Regions from separate parts of the Sus scrofa genome. Here region 2 is linked to region 1. The links are chromatin contacts, called in public HiChIP or PLAC-seq maps. All regions are on one chromosome and are shown on one strand. The core of a region is the stretch at or near the end of the contact, and the rest is flanking DNA. Distances in the headings are between cores, read along the strand shown.

Evidence for each region. HiChIP or PLAC-seq counts read pairs in DNA pulled down with a chosen protein or histone mark.
Region 2: an H3K27ac HiChIP or PLAC-seq map of skeletal muscle shows a contact between it and region 1, with 8 times the contacts expected there. The contact joins the enhancer-like site here to the promoter of MFAP3L in region 1. A contact is called at or near these places in 1 of 5 promoter capture datasets (liver), 12 of 47 Hi-C or Micro-C datasets (alveolar macrophages, epiblast stem cells, heart right ventricle and 5 more) and 1 of 2 datasets of contacts at active chromatin or transcription factors (skeletal muscle).

The regions. Positions count from the first base shown.
Region 1 is chr14:19,823,737-19,826,453 of Sscrofa11.1, reverse strand. MFAP3L (microfibrillar-associated protein 3-like) reads right to left here and starts at 1,318. Exons shown (of 4, transcript XR_002338663.1): 1 at 1,096-1,318.
Region 2 is chr14:19,950,941-19,953,657 of Sscrofa11.1, reverse strand. All of the region lies in intron 2 of LOC102166040 (a long non-coding RNA gene), which reads right to left. All of the region lies in intron 2 of LOC102165957 (a long non-coding RNA gene), which reads left to right. Among named protein-coding and RNA genes, the nearest start is that of MFAP3L, 130 kb to the right of the region's middle. Within about 2 kb of position 1,352, at least 5 of the 83 cell types and tissues checked have an H3K27ac peak or open chromatin away from gene starts, as enhancers often do. A contact at or near this core is called in skeletal muscle, where this site is marked.

The sequences.
Region 1 (2,717 bases), core at 69-2,568:
AAATGGCGGTGGACCTACAAACTGCGTTCTCTATGAAAATAATATGCCCAGTAAAACTATGCTGTTCTTACTCCCTTCTGAAAATAAATTTTCTTCCATCTTGCATTTCCCCCTGACAATTTTACTATGTTCGTATAGTAGCAACTGAAAAAAAGTGTTTCATTTAGAAACAAAAGTGAGAAAACTTTTGCAAAAAACATTGAGCTTCTGCAACTACGTTTCCAAATCTTATTATAAAGCCAAAATAATGCAAAAAAAGATGGCTACAGTAATCCAACTTTTCTGTAACAAGCATACTTAAACACAATGACAATTCAACCATAATACATTATTTTCTACAGTGAGACGATAAGGGACCTGCAAACATTTTTCTTTTTTGCTAGCTTGCTTTATAAATCTTGCAACTTGCAAGCTCAAGTTTTTTGGAGGGGAAGACTGGTTAATGGTCGAGCTTAAAATAAATCAGCTCTGCAATTACTCTGTTTTTTAAGCCGATGAAGCATATTTCCCCATTCCACGCCAGGAAGCAATTCGATGTCAACTTGCTATGGAGTCAAATGCGACAAACTCCAAGAGCTCCAGCGGAGGCGGCGGCTGCCGGCGCCCACAGTTCCCCGCACCCCTGCGGCACTAGGACGCGGCGCCCGCCTGGCTCAGGACGTGCCACCCGCACTCAGGGCCTGCACCCCCCTCCTTGTTCTGGGGACACTGAGAGCCGGTGACCCAGGTGACCTATAGTCGGCGAAGGCCCCGCCGCGGCTTGGCGTTCCCTCTCCCCGGAGACCGGGAGGCTCCTCGGCAGCGTGCGGCGAATACCACGCTCCGAGTCGTAGGAGGGCTATAGCGGCAACCTGGGACACAGTGTCTCCAACCCGCCGCTGCCGGATGCTCCTGCAAGGATCCCGAAGCATCTTGCGACCCAGGAGGAGCCCGCCGCAGGGACCTGGGCGCCTCCCGGCGTGCAGCCCCGGCCGCGGGCTCCTTCAGCCCGAGTGCCCCAAAGTTGCGCGGCCCCGGCGCTGGCGGTGACTCGGCCACCACGCGGTGCGGGGCTCCCCGCCGCCCAAGCCCCCGCCCGCGCCCCGCCAGCCTAACCTGACGTCGCCTCGCCACCCCGGCGACCGCCGCGTGCTCCTCGCCATGGCCAGACCGGGAGCCGCGCCGCGCCGACGCCCGGCAACCTCTCCAGCGGCCGCCTCTGCCCCCGCGCCGGCGTGCGGGCTGCGGGCTGCGGGCTGCGGGCTGCAGAGCCTCGCTGAGCCCAGCCTCCCGGAGCAGAGGAGCAGCCGGGCGGAGCATGCCCAGTGCGCGCAGCGCGGCGCCGCCGGGTCTTCGCTGCAGCGCGGCGGGGCGGGGCGGGCGGCGAGGCCGGGGGCTGTGGACCGGCCCGCCGGGGAGGGGCCAGGGAGAGGGGGGCGGCCCCTCGGTCAGCGCGGCCCGGAGGCCAGACCCGGTGCCCAGCTCCCCAGCGGCGCCTGCCCTGGGCTGTAGTACGGGAGCCTCGGCAGTCTCGGGCGAGAGTTTCGGGAGAGGGTCCCGAGATCCCGCCTTGCGGGGTTCGGAACCCGGCCCTGGCCCGCGACTCGGACCTACCCCGAGCAGGGCCCCGGTGAGGCCGCGGTGCCCCCGCTTTCAGAGCCCCGCCGCGCGCGGAACCGCAGGAGCAGGACGTCCACCGGCGGTTTGCGAGCGGCGGGCTCGGGATTCTAGGCTTCTCCTATTGTGACTATTTGTAGTTTGTAAGTTTTTTTCTAGTGAACACTGTGGTGCTTTTTCATTAAGAGCGGCGATTTTTTCAAGGCGCCTGCAGAAGTTGAGCGGCCCGGCCCCGCAGTGTGAGCGGCCCCTTTCCAGACTGCAGGACTGCGCGTTCCTGGGCCCGGGACCCGCTCCTCCTCCCTCGGCTCCCCGGCCGGCCCCGCCCCGCCCCCGCCCATGCCCCGCCCTCCACTCCTGACCCCGCCCCTCCCCCGGCTGCGGCGAAAATCCGGAGTGGCGGATTGCCCTCTGCTCCGCGGGAGCCGGCTGTGGGCTCCTGCAGGAGCGGTGCCGGGGTGCGGCTGACGCCGCTCCGCGCTCCCTCTTCTCACTCTGTCCTGGGCGAGCCACGCGGGGCAGCGCCGCGACCCCAGCCGCCGGCCCTGCCTCAGAAGCGGGTCAGGACCCGACTGAGCATGCTCGCCCTCCAGCGCAGCGTGGCTCGACCAGGTGGACGCTGCCGGGACCCGGGGTCGGACCGCGCAGGGGAGGCGCAGGTGCGTGGTCCGGCCGCAGGTGCAGGGGACCTGGCTGGAAGGCGGGGGAGGGGCATCTGGCCTGCAGGTGAGTCACAGCCTGATAGGAACTGGAAATCCTATTTCAACGTTAGCTCGTAGAACTTTCAGCTCGTTTCTCTTTCAGGAAACCTAAACCCTTCATACTTTTCTCATACTTAACAAGCAGTCTTTACAATTGCACTAGGACACGAAATTTTTACTTTATTTTTTTCTTGCCAGAGACTAAGGTCTATGTCCTCGCTCCAGGGTCTTTCTGCACTGCCGCATTCCTTTTCCCTCAGGCAGTTCAGTCTCTGAGACTCCGCTTCGCATTCTCCCCAGAACCTCGCTCCACCTCGGATGCGCTTGAGGTGGGCATAGGAATTTGCTTCGAAGCCTGTAACGGAAAAGAAGACGGGAATGGAGGGCTTACAGGGAAGAGATTTCACAGGTTCTAGATGA
Region 2 (2,717 bases), core at 103-2,602, 130 kb before region 1:
CAGATCTCTAGGACTTTTTCACCTGGCAAAACTAAAACTGCCCCCATTAAACAATACCTCTTATTCCCCCTCCCTCAGACCTTGGCAGTCAATAGTCTACTGTCTATAAATGTGGCTCCTCTAGCTACCTCATGTCAGTAGAATTACACAGTATTTGTAAGAGGGTCTCACAGCTCTTCAGTGGTGAGACCAGGATTTGATTCTGAGTGGTTGGATAGTACAGCCAGAGTGCCTTCCTCAAGTGTGAATCATGGAGAATATCAGATTCAGAAAGTGTTGTCCCCGTCCACAAGGCTTATACTTTGCTCGCTGAGAAGAGCATACAAGCAAGTTGGGTTATGCAGAGCAGAGACGAAGGATGCTTAATTGCACCAAGCTGAAGCTGACACCTGGCTGGCGCTCCTCTGGCCACACAGCACAGTGTACTGCCCAGCAGGGACCTGCTCCTGCAGCTTGGGGCCAATCCAGATGCCCTCCTCTGCTTACCTCCCTTGGGGACTACCCTGTGCTGGAGGCAGAGGTGCCCCCACTCAGGGAGAGCTTGACTCACAGCGGAAAGCACCTGTTCTCTGGCCCTGGATGGAAAAAGTTTACAAATCCCCGCTGTAGAGCCTAAAAATGAGCAAATAGCAGAAAGCAACAACATGACAAATGAGTATATGGCAGAACAAGCCATCTGCTGTGACGAATGTCTCTAGTTTACTGCTTGACAGGAAGAATCAAATGCCTTAGTTCTTACAAAGCACAGTGCTTCCACTACATGTTATTGAAATTGTAAATATATATTTTAAGGCTTGGGCAAAAATATATAGGTTTGGGTTGGTTGATGGATGGATGGATTCATTTCTTGCTGTTTCAAGTAGTGAGGTTTTTTGTCAAGTTAAAACCAAAAAACAAAGGGCACTTTAGTGTGCCTTCCTAAAAACAGGTCTAGTTTTGACAACAGTGTCATCTGAGCGCACGATGAAGCAGGACATTGGCCGCAGCAGCTGGAGTTCACCTCTCTTTCGCAGGAGGGGGATGTTTCACGTGTAGACGGCATTGTCCTGGCTCTTTGTAAACAACGCCCTTAATGACCTGAATACCTTGCATTCTTTAGCCTGGTGACTGGTTTTCAAATTTCATGTCACAATTTGCCTGAGTGGAAAAACAGGAAGCGAGGCAGCAACATGACCCAGAGGAAGTGGCCAGGGGGTCTGGAGTTCTAATCTCCGTTGTGCAGCCCCCCAGCCAGAGTAGACTTTACTCTCTCGGCCCTCATTTCCTGGAACCCATGTCTGGAGACACAGCGCCTGAGCGTCGGAGCCTGGCCTCCCACCTTCCCTCTGAAAACCGGTGTGGCCCGGGGACCCTGAGGTCCCCGCTGAGCTAATACCATCAACATCTGTTCTACAAGCCTCCTCCTGGCTGTGAAGCGAGGCATCCTAAGAGGTGGTTGGGGTGAACCGGGAAAGAGGGTCTGTGGTATGTGTGAAAATCCCAGGAGAACCTTCAGTTTGATCTGCAAAGTTCTAAATTCTCCCCCCAAGAAGTGGCCACTTTACTTAAAGGACCAAGCAGAGTCTGGCCTGAGTGTCCCCATCACCCTGGACAGCCAGCCTTTCTTTTTCCCTTTTCTTTCTTTCCTTCTTTCTTACTTTCTTTCTTTCCCTTCCTCCCTCCCTTCCTTTTTTCTTTGTAGGGCCGTACCTGTGCCATATGGAAGTTCCCAGGATCAGGGTCGAATTGGAGCCATGTCTGCAACCTACACCACAGCTCAAAGCAACGCCAGATCCTTAACCCACCGAGGTCAGGGATAGAACCTGCATTCTCACAGTGACAATGTCAGATCCTTAACCTACTGAGCCACACAGGAACTCCCAGGACAGCCTTGCTAATCAAACTTCTACCAGACGTGACCCAGTGCCTCACCTTAGCAGTCTGTTCCACTGAGCATCTGGAAACTTCATTCCCTGGAGTCTCTGATATTCCCCCTTCGGAAGTGCTGTGGCTGCTGTTCTTTACAGCTGTCTAGGCTCTTAGCCTTCCCTCTAAGGTTGTTTCCAGCCCTGTCTTTTAAGGGAAGCTGGTCTCATCTGGCCAGTCCCTGTAGAGTCCTGTGGTTTTGGGTTTCTCTCAGGCAACCTCTTCATAAGGCAGGATGTAGCCTGTTCTCCATGGAGATTATCTGGGAGCAGCTACCTAAGTGTTTTTTAGTTCTTATATATCAAGTAATTTATTGACTCTTTGTTATCTCTTGCTGAGAGAGGTGTATAAAACTTCTCTGAGACTATGGATTTGTCATTTCTCATGGTAATCCTATCAATCTTTGGTTTGAAAAATGTGAACCTATGTCTTAGAGGCACATAGGTCCAGGAAGCTATCTTGGCAAAATTTTCCTTTTTAATCAGTACGTTAATCAATATTTAATTTCTTACTACTTTTTTTTTTCTTTTTATCTGAAAGTCTCTGTTGCTCTGTTGTTTAGCCTTGGCTGGTAAAGCTAGTCTTTCCCCCCTTAGGTTTAATTCACTTTATTTTGCTGGTGTGAAACCATGGCCACAGTGGAGTCTTGAGTGCACCCCAGGGAGAGCTGGTGTGGGTCTTGAAGGACCAGAATATTGTTGATGGGGAAGCTGAGCCTTTCTGGACAGAGTCAGAATGAGACAGCTGAGCTTCATAGGTGGCATCGGGCAGCTTCAGAGCAGTCACCCAGGGGTGCAGCAAATGCCACTAAC